Linked DNA regions of Zea mays: region 1 is linked to region 2. The links are chromatin contacts, called in public Hi-C maps. All regions are on one chromosome and are shown on one strand. The core of a region is the stretch at or near the end of the contact, and the rest is flanking DNA. Distances in the headings are between cores, read along the strand shown. Region 1 holds the start of LOC541911 (fructose-6-phosphate-2-kinase/fructose-2,6-bisphosphatase). Region 2 holds the start of LOC100283709 (growth inhibition and differentiation-related protein 88).

Region 1 (6,874 bases), core at 923-3,422, 160 kb before region 2:
CCATGGCCTCTTCCCCTCTACTCACAGCGACCTCGCCATGGGCGGGGGGCCCTACATCACCGGCCTTGGGCCCCTTCCCAGCGCGTCCCCGGCTGCCCTGTTGCACACCCGACGCTCCCTGTTAAGATTCCCCGCCCTCACCGCCTCCACATGGACCGACATCGTCGGTTCCCCCGCTCGCTTCATCCGTGTTGGTCGAGGCGATCGCCACCATCCAGGCGGTCGTCGATGCCTCCCAGGAACGCGAGCATGCCGCGACTCTCACCCTTGAGCGCGAGCGCGCCTCCTGACCACTCAAATGGTTGCGGCACAGCGCCTCCTCCTCGATCGCAGCCCTACCCCCCCCCCCCCCCCCCACCGGTGGCCCCTAAGGCTCTCCACGCCTCCGACCTCGACGCCGCCACCATCGCCGCCCTCCACGCTCAGGCCGCTGGGGTCCACAACATTCAATCCCCCATGTCCGTTGTGCTCGACCCGGCGTCCTACCACTACCCTCGTGGCGAGCTTAGGTGATCCTTACGCTCCGGCGGTTCACGCTCGCCGATCACGTCCTCGACGCCCCGTTGTCACCTTTGTGGGTCCAGATGGACATCGTGGTCCTCTCGTGGCTCAACGACACCATCACCGTCGAGCAATAGGACATCGTCCGTGACCAGGCGGACACCGCACGCCAAGCGTGGCTCGCTCTCGAGGACCAGTTCCTCGAGAACCGGGACGCTTGGGTGCTCCACCTCGACGCCCAATTCCACCTGTTCTCTCAGGGGGACCTCACCATGGGGAAGTACTGTCGCTAGATGCAGGGCATGGTGGACTCTTTCCGCGACCTAGGCGAGCCCATCGCCAACCGTACCTTGGAGCGAATTTCAGACTGAGGTTAAAAAATCTCCTCGTCTATACCATCCCAAAACACATGTCAAGGGCCCGACACGGGTAGCGATCGTTCTCACAGAACTTTGCAACCATATGCATCGGTTTGGCACGGTCGCGGTCATTCGCACAGAACTTTGCAACCATATGCATCACCACGGGGAAACATACAATATCAAGCACAAATGCAATTACCTCAGCTCCATTAGTGGGTGTGACATTGATACTGATATCAGGGATCCCCCGAACTTTGGAAGGCTGAAAGTTCTCCTTGTACACCCTCCAGCTTGCAGCAAGTTCAAGCGGTGATACAAGGTCCGCCTTGTTGACCACCCCAAACTCGAGCACCTCATCATCTCCATTGAGCTTGAACAGTGCAACCCTCACATCACCCTCTAGCATGCCTCCGGTGAGGAGCCGTGTGGGTCCTTCCTCGATGATGCACGGGGTTTCAGCGTCTTTGGGCTTCAGCAAGAACTTGAAGTCCAGTGTTTCTACAGCCAAATCCACAGATTGATACAATCAGAACAATCCGCATACCCCTTTCATGAGAGTTTGACATTTCAATTTTGCGGTGGCTCAAAGAGATAACAGGGGGAAAAGGTAGCAGAGAACAACTATTTAACAAAACACAGGACAAAGTTAATAAAAAGTACAGGAAGATCGTTAAGGGTCAAACAAAAGGATAAAAAACAGCTACAACTACTAGCAAACAAACGCTAACAACCAATTTGAAGCCATAGTTAACTGAGTAGCAGAACAGGACAGCAAGGAGGCGGCACCGAGGCAGCGTACCATGGTCCGGCGGCACGACGAAGCTGAGCACCCACATGGACGCGAGCTCCCTTTCCATGGCGAGCTGCAAAATCCAAACAGCAGCAGCGGGATCATTTCCGCGGCGCGAGCTCCAGAAGCGGAGCAAAGAGCACAAGCATCTGATGGGTTGCAGTCGTGCGTACGGCGCGGGAGGGGTCCCAGGTGCCGATGATGGGCTCGGAGCCATACACGTGCGGGACGAGGTCGCCGCTGATCAACGCGTTCTCCATCTTGAGCGACACGTACAGCTGCGCCCCGCCATGCCACGCCTCCGCGGCGGCGCCCTCGCCCCCGTCCCCGCCGGCGCCGACGCCGCCAAGGCCCGCCGCGCCAGCGCCGACGCCAGAAACTGCGCCGACGCCGTCGATGCCCTTGGACCCCGACGTCCCCATGGCTACAGCCCAGAGGTATAACGTGGCGGCGCAAGTGGAGCAGCACGTGGGAGTGGAATCGGGGGGTGGTGATGGAGGGGAAGGTCTTTTAATGGAGGGAACCGTTGGCGTTTGTCGTTTGGATTGGGGCGAATGCAACCGGGAGAGCGATGGGAGTGGAGCCGCAGGCCTCGGAGTCCGCAAGGGGCGGAGCGTGCGGGGCCCGCCGGAGGGGATAAGGGAAGGTGTCCCACCTGCCAACGCCGGCGATCGAACTGCTGCGGCGGCGGATCCGCCGCGTCTGCGCGGCGTCCTGACCCCAGCCTTTCCTGGCCCGGCTTCCTGCTCTGTTTTCCTTGTAAATTTTCTACATTACTAGATATGTGCCCGTGCGTTGCGACGGTAGTAAAAAAATTTATATGAAACATAGAAACGGAACGACAAACATCAGTATGAGGGGGTGTTTGGGAGTGAAGTTTTTTCACAGTTTTGGAAGAATACTGCAGTATTCTCAAATACTGCAGTATTATATACAGAATGGTGTTTGGCAAGCTAGCTAAACTCTCTGTTTTCAAAACTGAAGTATTGCAAATACTATAGTTGTTTTAAGGCATTCTAAACTTAGCTCTGGACCTCAGTTTTCAAAACTGCGGTATTGTAAACTGCGGTATTGTCATGACTAAAGTATACTATAGTATTTCAAAAACTGTGGTTTTCAAAAACTTTGTTCCCAAACAGGGCCTGATATGTAAAATTTGTACCTTGGAACATTAGCAGGGCAGAGGAGCACGTCGGGGCTTCGACCACGGCGTCGTGACGACAAGGGAGAAGATCATGACGCGAGCGAACTTGACGCGAAGCAGCGTACGAAGGAGAAGCGACACTTGGCACAGCTTCAGACGTCATGCGCACATGGCTCGACCACGCAACAGTTAGTGATGATGACGAACTTGGACGATGGCAACGGCTTTCCAGCGTCGCGAACAGAGGGTGCACATGAACAGCGAGCTCGGCGAGACTTTCGGCGTCACGAACGGAGGGCGTACGTCGAGCTGGCAACAAGTAACAGGTGATGCAAAAAGGAGAAGCGAGCAGGGGATATGGCTCGGTTGAGGTGGGGGAAGAAGACTGTGATCTTGCATTTTATACAGCAGAGAGAAGCGAGAGCGTCGAGAAAAGAGATCGCTGCTGCCATTAATGGCGTGCAAGAGAAGAAAAAGTCTGATGATCGTGGAAACAAATATTGGAAAGATAAAAGGAATTCAAGTACAAGGGAAGTAGATCTAAAGAGGGGGAGACTTTTTGCATCAAATTCAGTAGTATAAAAATAAGTAAAAGAAACTAAAATGCCTACTTGAAACTTGGAACAATTTAATGCAAAAACGATAGGTCATATTTTCCATCTGCTACATACACTCCTAGATTGACCTGAAGAGTCAACCTGTCAGAAATATAGTGTCAGTAATTCATTACCAAGATGCCAGGATCACAATAGTTCTCAAATATGCCTTTTTGTGCCGACGCCGAGGAAGTATCTGCTGCCGCCACCAGCCCAGACCCATTCCCTTTCGAACAGGTGGATGGCAAGGTGGATGGGGAGGGCACCAGCCCTGGGTTAGAGAGAAGAAGGCGCAAAGGCGGAGGGCGTGCGTGGAGCGGCCGTCTTCCTAGAGTGGCTGAGCGCGGAACATGACGCTGGCGTACGATGGCGCCATGGCTGCTAGTTGGCACCACCAGATCTTCCACCTTAGGCTTGGCCCTGGCGTCGTCGATTGAGCCCTCGATGTGGCCGTGCAGGCGGAGGCGCTTCACGCCGAAATCCGCCCATGGACCAGGGTGCCTCACACGCTTACTCAAGGAGTGGGTCGGTGATGAAAGCCAACGCGTGGGGACAGGTGTGGAGGCGGGCGTAGATGGGAGGTGGTCGTCAACTGCTGCGAGTATTTGGGGCGAGGATGGCTCTCGGCCTGCACCGCGCGTGGTGACGGCGTTGAAGGCGGCCTGGGGAAGGGCGCTGATGGCTCGGCCTGCGTCGCGTGTGGGGACGAGTGTGGAGGCGGGCGTAGATGGGAGGCGCGGCGTCGACTGCGGCGAGGATTCGGGGCGAGGATGGCTCCATCAGCGTTGAAGCCGGCCTGGGGAAGGGTGGCTCCGCTGCGCCGCGCGTGGGGACATGTGTGGAGGCGGGGGCTCGGGCGCAGTTGGTGGCGCCGCGCAATGGCGGCGGACTGGCGGGGGCGAGGGCATGGTGACGCCGGGTGGACGCCCTCGTTTCATACATATGGTGTAGTAGAGATAACGGACCAAGAGTCATGCAAATATGTTTGCACCTAATGACTATTTGCATAATAGTCATTGTCCAAATAATATTAAACATAAAGATTCAAAGTAAACTAATAGGCAACAATGCCTACTTCATATTCTTACATGCAGGTCTACCAAAAAATCATTGGAACAGTTCCTAGTGGTTCCATAACATCCTAAAATAAAATAAGTTGGCTAACTACCAGTAGCTCACAACATATAATCAGTAAAAGGGGGCATATGTTAGGGTGGGTATCAATGTTGGAACATACTGGACTTGCAAACTGCAAGGGTTAACAATCCCAATAGCAGACATTGAATATGATTTTTCTAATAAAAGCAGGCAGGTCAGCTATTGCAAAGAACATTCAAAGATGACAAACCATACTATAATTGAGTGCACTGCAGGTATAGGTTCTCTATTTTCATTACAACTGATCTAGAGAACAAAAAGGAATCGACAAAACCAATAGCACGTATCAACAACACCAATTGCATCATTCTTACAAATAGAAAGATCATGAGGCCTACAGGAAACAACTATATATTTTCCACTTACTGATTTATATAACCCAACGGTAAGAAATATATCCAAATGAACAGGCCATATGCAAACATCCTACATTCCTACCATACATGGCATCATGCATAAATCATGCGGTAATGCATATAACATACAAATATTGCAGAACTCATTGCCAAGAATCAGGTCAATATAAACTCCACACTTTTGTCATAGCAGACAAAATAACACAATAAAAAATGCACATCTAGAGCAGAGCGTTACTGATCTGCAGTAAAAAACTCAAACACAAGATTTTGCTATTATGAAGTTGTGTCAGGAACTGAAATAATAGTAATTTGAATTATTTTTTCTGTTTATTATCAACAAGATCAATACAATTGAATAATAGATAAGGTGGTAGCTGTTGCACATGATTAATGCAAGTGAAGTACAAGGTAGTGAGCATAATGTGCCCACTATTTATGAACAGCTAATTCCCAAATCAAATGAGCTTCAACCACTCAAAGAACACCCCAAGTTGTCAACTATGCCATTCTTCTTCATTTATATTGTTTGTAACCCAAAGAAGAAAATAGATCATTCATGGCTCCATCAAGTAGAAAGATAATGACATATAATGGGAGAGAACAATATATTATACAGTTATCACTTCATATGTTCCACAGAGAATAGAATAAATGTACCCAAATAAACAGGCCATTTGTAAGCATTGTAATGTGAATGTATACCATGCAATAAACATATTTACTGTATACAAAGGAAAACAAAACTTTCTTATTGACAACAAATAGCAGTACCGAAATTACAGATATCTATAGTATTACAGTAGTGGAGAGTAGTGCTCCAGTGTCAAAAGCATAATAGACCAAACCAACCAAATAAAAATCAAGCTGGTAGATCCTTGCCTGGTTACAGACCAGCAGCGGGCAGCGCAGCCAAGAAGGCACTGTAGGCCGAATCGAGGTCGAAGTTGAGCTGCCAGGCCTGCTGCTCGGTGAGCTCATCCGCGACCCTGGGTTAGACCATGGATTCCCAGGTGGATGGCAAGGTGGATGGAATGCTATATTTGTTGAAAATGGAAGTTACATGTGGTTGGATCGAAGGTATTTCTCACATTGAGATCAAGGAATCAAAACTTATAGGACAGAGGTATTTCTCACATTGAGATCAAGAAATGACTGTTGTTTCAACAGCATCTCTCCTTCTAATCCATCTCCAGCTCCACTGATTGTTCCTCAACTTTCATAAGTTCTTCCTGAAATAAATGGTGTCCATGAACAGAATAAGAATACAGATTTTATTTATGAATGAAGAACAGAAATGAACTTTACAGTGTACAGACAAATGCATAGAGGGAGAAAAGTTTCTTTGAAGAAATATGTCCAAATTATCTATAAAATTGGGCATCTGATGCAAAGGTAAAGAATAAAGTTCTTACTGGAATCTCCTTATATATTCTGAATAATGTGGCAACCAATAGTGAACCAAACATCAAATAGAATATAATTTTTTTTGGTTTGTTTGTGCTACATATTTTCTAGAAACCAGTCAGTAACACATTTCTTGGAACTAAAGGGAAGACCACAATCGATCAAAAGTGTCAGAGCATCTGGGATCAGCCAAACAAGTAAATCCAGAGCAATTTAGGGCAACTGTCACTTGGAGCACATACTGCTCCAAATGCTAGATTTTTGAAAACAAAAATAGTGTGATATGATTATAAAAAACAACACATAAAAACTATCATAAGGAGAAAGTCAGTTCACCTCCACCAAAAAGCAGAGCTCCCATATGATCCTTGACAAACTTTAGAATAAGTGCTATGTATTTTCTCCCCTTTGGTTGTCGCTTCAAGTATTCCAACGGCCAGCACCGCAAGATATTGCTATGAACCCTCCTTCTGGATCGCCAGCTGAATATGGTGGTGAGTCACCTCTAAGAAAAGCTTTTACGTACAATTAGTTCCACATAATATTTGAATATAAGTCGA
Region 2 (6,692 bases), core at 901-3,400:
TTTCTAACCGTATCTGACAGGCCGGGCCCAAAACGGACCGAACTTCACTGAGACCGGGCCGGACTGGGCCGAGTGGCCCGTTTGGCCATATCTAGCGAGGGTGACGGCGTTGAAGTGGAGTGCGCGGCCGTCAACGAGCTCAACCTGGCCACGCTTGCTGGGACGATAGGGACGATGGTGATGTTGCCGGCGTGAATGCGCGCGAGCGCGCTGGGGTCCGTCCGTGTGTCTCCTTGAGCTCGAGTAACCAGAGACGGGGCGATGGAGGCTGAGGACGAGCCAGGCGAGTAGCACCATGGGTCCATGAGTGATGAGTCTGTCGACAAGCCAGATTGGTAGCCAGCGCATGAGCACGGCGAGCTGGAAGGTAGACTAGCCCAGCAATCACCAGATATGAAGAGTCTTTGTACAACGAGCATCTAGAATGGTTCTTCCAAAATGGTGTCAGCCGCTAATCACCACATATGAACAAAAGCCTGACGCTGTAATGGCGTCCAGGGGTGAGGAAATCTCTGGTCTATTCTAGAATCTAGAGTCTAGACTACAACCTGCTACCAAAATAACCACGTCCAAGCTGGGTCAGTACAACCACCGTGCCTTCTATCTTCCCAGTCATCAATGAAACGATCAATCACCTACACGATTGCCAGAGCCTTTCTGGAGATTACATGGTTCAGAGCATGAAGAGCAATCTTCTTAATCTGAAGACAAGAGACCAGGTCAGCCGTCATGTCAGATAGCGCATCATAAACAGAAACCATATAACTGAAAATATAACATGCCAACCTCCAGCTTATCCTCTCTAGGTTACTAACCGTAATCTTCCTTGAGCTTTCTCCTATGCTCCTCAATTAAGTAGAAAGTCTGATCGTGAATTGGGTGAATAACCCGAATCATTTGCATGACCATTGGTCAACATAATAAAAACAGAGCAAATAGCAATAGAAAAAACAGCAAATAGCAATAGAAAAAACAGAGCAAATAAGTGCAAGGAAAATAATGTCTGCTTTCACATGATTGCAGAAGATGGTCGTGCACCACCATGGCCGGGCGCGTGCCATGCTCGGCGAGGTCCAGCGACACCACCATGGCTGAGCAGCAACGGAGGAAGACTAGGCTCGGATGTGAGCTATCCTCTTGCTACCTAGCGAGACATCACATAGATGCATGGCATGTCCGGAACCTGACGCGTGTATGGGCATGACGCACTCACATGCAGGTGCTGCTGAGTGGACCTAGCCCAAAATCCAAGTGGAGGATCAACTATTGAGTGGGAATCTAAATAGAGGCTTACTAACAAATAACCTTTTAAAGCTACAGTAATTAAAATATGAAGTCCACTGTAATCAGAAATTTGAGTAGGGGCATGTGCCCTCACTCGCCATAACGTCAGTCCGCCGCTGACAGGAGCCCCAAGGAGGAGAACAAGCTGGAGTCAGGGTGTCTAGGAGCTTCGAGGAGGAGAATAAGCTGGAGCTAGAGCGCAAGACTGACAGAGATGAAAACAGATAGAAACGGACCGAGGCATTTTATCATCAGAAACAGAATCAGATCTAAAATAGTCACGAACAAAAACAGAAGCGAGATAAACTGAATTGCGCAAACAAACGGAAACAAAAATACTAACGGAAACTCGTAATTTAATACAAACAGAAATGGTATTGATTGGTTGACTAGTGGCTGATGGTATGATAATAACACAAAACAAATAAATATACAGAGGCAACATTCTATTGTTGTTTGTTTGCTAATAGTATATATTTAGCTACACTGATGTTGTTTAAGACTTTAGACCACTTTTTATTGAAAAGAGTCAATAGTTACAATGTTCGGTCACTTGTGCTATAATTTGTCACCTAAAAGTATAAATGCATATTAGGCTCGTCATATATTTATTAAATACGGAATAAATACGAGTTTAATCTGAATAAAAGCCGGGATACCATAACGGATGGAATAAACCCTCTTTCATTTTTATAATGTTTATATATTTTTCTTTAAACATAAAAATGGTAAGATCAAATATAGAAAACGGTACAAATTAGGACAGAATTTTACCAATCCGTTTTCATCTTTAGAGACGGTGGCGGCGGGGACGTGAGATAACGGAGAAAAGAGATATATAGGATGACATGCGAGTCGATGTGCCAGTTCTAGTCAATAGAGTCGAACTATAAATCGTTTGTTTGAACTAAGAGAGACCCAGATAGCAATTAAAACTTTTACAGACATACTTTAAAATTTTATAGACTTGCAACCGAAATACACTTTATTCTTTCTTCAGCCTAGTCCGACTACCGACTAAGACCGACTCAGCTCCGGCGACCCTCAAACCGCACCAGCCATGGACGGGCCGCGTTGGACGGAAGAGGTGGACGACCTGGTCGACGCCGGCGACGTCGACGGCGCCATCGCCCTCCTTGAGTCCGTCGTCTCCGATTTGTCAACCTCCGCTGCTCCCCCTGCCACTGACCTTCGCCTCGCCACGGCGCTCGGCGACCTCGCGGGCCTGCACGCCTCCCGGGGAGACACCCTCCGAGCCGACGAGCTCCGCGCCCGCGCCATCGCCCTTCGGTCCCGCGCCACGGTCCCTGGGACTGGGACCCTAGGGTTTGTTTCCCCCCCTCGTCGTCCTTGTTGCTCTTGTAGTTCGTTGTTGGAAGCCCTTCGCTCAGGCCTCATGTTTCAACTGCTTAGTTATTGCTCTATTGGGCTATTATTAGAGTTACCTTCGTTGGGTTGTTCATACATAGAAATAGGAATATATAGATTATAATGTGAAATTCGATGCATGATTGGTCACCTAAGTCCTGGATTACTCCTAATTTTTAGCAATTGCCACTTGACTCTGTACTCTGTAGTTACACAGTTTCCCTGCGTTGCTCAGATTGTAGCTTGCCTTCATGGCTGCTACTTCTAACAACAGATTCAGTGGCAAAATTGATATATCTAAAACAGTAATACCAGGGGCACTAGCTAGTTATGTACTACTTCGACTTCCTCATTAACCATTGTAATTGGCTTCATGTACAATCTCCTGCTTGGGTGCCTTTTCCTTAGTTCTTAATTAGTTACTTATATGTTTGTTTTGTGCCAAATGACGCTCTCAAGGGATCAGGAGCTGTCAGAGAAATGTCCATCACAAGAGTGTGCAACGGGTTCAAAAGACTCAGAAGTCTCAGCTAATACTAATAAAAGCAATGAAGATGAGGAGGATGGTATTGTTTTTAACTTTTTATAGCTTGCTTGTGCTATTGAACTTGTGGACACAGCTCACAGGAAATTGAGATCGTGCATTCCTCCTCTGATACTTGCAGATTGGGAGGCTATTGCAGATAGTGGTGCCCTTGATGACACACTAGTGCGCTCTCTTGAGCAAGGAGCTAGAGTATCTTCTTGCAGCTCCCCCGAAAAAAGTAGCACCCCATCTTCAGGGCCCAAAAGGAGGGGGAGGGGCTCATTTCTTTACAATAAGAGTGTTTTGTACAGTGACCAGTGTGGTTCGGAAAGAGAGTTGGATAACAAACAGTCTAAACCTCAGGTTGGATCAAAGGATCATGTGAATGAGCCAGAGAATAATGCTGTTACAGGTATCCAATATTCCATTTTTATATGCGTGATTGTACTGTTCATGCTGAATTTTAAATGCAGGACTTCACTCGGTTTTGTAGCTGCTACACAGTTTGGGACAAGGCATGTCCTTGTTTTTTATGACTTTCCGCCAAGTACACGCACAACAGATCTGGAAAGGATTTTTGAGAAGTTTGGGGATCACGGGGTTGCCATTCGCTGGATTAATGATACTTCTGCACTTGCTGTTTTTCGGACTCCATCAGCTGGTAATTTGGTTCTTGCAGCCATTTGGAACTATGCTTGTGTATGGTACCATTGTAGGACATGATCTTCTGACATCAGTTATCTGATATGACGGATTAGACAAGTATAATTATCTGAGAAAATAAACTTGTCGGTTAAAATGATAGGTGGCCTCGCCATAACTCCGCCCCTAAAACCTGAATAAGTTCTGTCAGTTTGTTTACATGTCGCTTTGTCTACTCATATTCTGTGAGCTTGTGGAATATTGTATTTTGCTGTGTTCCATGGTACGTTCAACTATATTATTTTGCTGGTATTCCATTCTGTTAGGCTAGAACTTGATGGAGATGATATTAACTGTGAAGCCATCCACTGTTGTTGTTGTTGTAGCTTTGGTTCCATGTATTATGATCCCCTTATTCTTTCAAATTGACTTGCAGCTAATGAGGCTCAAGCTTGCATACCTCCAAGATACAAAGTACGGTCACTGAAGCCGGATGATGATCTATTGACAAAAATAGATGGTAGAGGTAACACCTTGTGTCTTGTGATGATTCCTTTCTCTTGCTCATTCTGTTTGTCTTTTGGCATGCTTCGTGGATCATAACATTATAATTGTTTGATCTTGTTCGAATTTGCTGCACATTATGTTCTAAGTTGTTCTTGTGTCTCGCTGCAGACCTAGATCCGCCCAAGCCAAGACCAAAGACATCTGCAAGAACGGCTCAAAGGCTAATTGCTCATGGGATGGGATTGAAACAGTTCACAAACTTTGGGTCTGATGAGTTGAAGAAACAGGAGGGAGAGAGGAAGGACAGAATTGCCGCTAGACAAGCAATGCGTGATGAGGCTTGGGGTTCAGATTGATGGAGAACATACTATGATTGCTGGTCGCCCACATCATGTCTGCGAGTTTGTTACATTGGTGTTTTAGATGCTTGTACTCTTTGCATGGTCAAATGTTGATTTTGATACAGAGAAATCTGACGCGATGTGTATCGTAGTGGCGACGTGTACGCCAAGCATGTTGTACGGGCAGCAAGGGATTAGGATGAGATTTTTCTGAACTGAAAAGCAAAGCACGCGCAGCACTATATTTTGCGACCTTACCACCTAGCACCTTGTCTGCGCAATCTGTGATTAGTCCTAGGTAGGGTTGGTGATGAGTTCTAAATTTTACACCATAAAATTAAAGAATTGGATCATATTTAGATCGGTCTTTACTTCAATTTTTTTGAATTAAAATTTAAAAGTAGTTAAGGGCTCAAACAAAATGGGGAAGAAACATTTGGATCCATTACCACCCCTAGTCCTAGGCATAATAGGTTGTGTTTTTTAGTGCTACAATTGAATACTGTCAAATGGTACATAAGAACAGAGAAACTCAGCATGGAAGATATTAAGTTATGTTTGATCAAATGAGTATGATGATTTTTTTAGTGCATTAGTTGAGTTGGGTCTTGGGAGGCTTGAACTAAACCACAGCGCTCTGAGTGGTTTCGGTACAGATCCAGATACGTGTGCTGTGTTAGTGCACACTAGCGATAAATGGAAATGGTAATTTTTGGCTATCAAAAATTGTTTTTCAAATTTTATCAAAATTTAGGGCTAAATAGAAACGGTTACCGAAAATATGAAAACAAAATCGGTAGAAAAAAATAAAAAAAAACGAGAATAGAAATGGTTTGTGTCTCTTTTTGACCATTTTCGAAATTTACCCTACTTATTCATTATTTTACCGTCGGATTCGGCATTTTTAGAAAAAATTAAATCTAAACCGGTCTTTGTAAATTTATAATAAATTAATCTTAACTTAGAAAAATATGAAACTAATTTTACTATTTTTCTAAAATCATGATCTATGTAATGGTATATAGTTTAGAGTTGCTTGAAACTTTTATGATTCTTATTTATAGTTTCTTACCGATTATTACTCTTAGTATATATATTCATAATTGATATGAGAACTTGATAAGGATCAGGAGGACAACAATTGAGTTGACTATGTCGAGTAGGAGTATGATAAGAATACAGGTGTTATGTCACCATATACATAATGATTCTATAGCCATATGATACTATACTTGCTAGTGTTTTATTTAAATATACGACGATTTTATTACTCTATTATATTATCTTATATTAATTGTGACCTCCTGCCTTATATCATTATTACATTGCCTTATAACTTATTACTTATATTATGATAGGTCAAGTTTTAGTTCTATGCTCAATAGTTTAATGCTTGAATTGTTTTATGGTTTTTTATGGTTATTAAAATATTTTAGATTGGATAGTTCTGTTTTGTAAGGTACTGAGTTGTGACCTTTTTATTTTATGTATGTGTGCACAGTACTTGTCGCTTGTATTTGTGAGGTATTGCTTTGATGTTTTCTGACATATGCTTTAATCCTTCATGAATTTGTGAATATTTATATACTATTACTGATTTCTATGTGGATGTGTGACTTGTGTGAATTTTTATGTCAATTGAGGCAACATGTTGCAATTTCTAACGGTCGTATTTTCGATTTCGATCGTGATCGGTGTATTTTCTATACCAAACTCACTCTTTAGATGTTTCTTAATTTTTGTTTTTGGAGTTGCTGTTTTCAATTTTGTTTCCAAGAAAAATATGAAAATAGAAATGGTTTTAGTGTTTACCGACCGTTTTAATCCCTAGTGCACACCACACCTTGTGTGTGGGAGAGAATATTGGGGACCTACAAGAGAATGAGGAAGATAATAGAGGTAATTGTATCAAATTTAACAATTAACTTACTAGAGGACACGAAAAATATCTATCTATTTGAAATGTGTCTTGTTAGAAGTAGCTCTATCTACAACATTCTAATAAATACAAAGCACATAGACAA

The links. A called contact is a pair of places that touch in the nucleus more often than the background predicts.
Region 1: a Hi-C map of leaf shows a contact between it and region 2, with 3 times the contacts expected there. The contact joins the promoter of LOC541911 here to the promoter of LOC100283709 in region 2. A contact is called at or near these places in 7 of 25 Hi-C or Micro-C datasets (bundle sheath, ear, leaf and 1 more).

What each region holds. Positions count from the first base shown.
Region 1 is chr6:135,261,351-135,268,224 of Zm-B73-REFERENCE-NAM-5.0, reverse strand. It overlaps LOC541911 (fructose-6-phosphate-2-kinase/fructose-2,6-bisphosphatase), which reads right to left and starts at 2,172. Exons shown (of 23, transcript NM_001111574.2): 1 at 1,827-2,172; 2 at 1,663-1,726; 3 at 1,063-1,361. The coding sequence starts at 2,075. It also overlaps the pseudogene LOC100384437.
Region 2 is chr6:135,105,530-135,112,221 of Zm-B73-REFERENCE-NAM-5.0, reverse strand. It overlaps LOC100283709 (growth inhibition and differentiation-related protein 88), which reads left to right and starts at 2,150. Exons shown (of 6, transcript NM_001156608.2): 1 at 2,150-2,610; 2 at 3,112-3,218; 3 at 3,318-3,590; 4 at 3,672-3,839; 5 at 4,257-4,346; 6 at 4,496-4,980. The coding sequence starts at 2,345. The coding sequence ends at 4,683.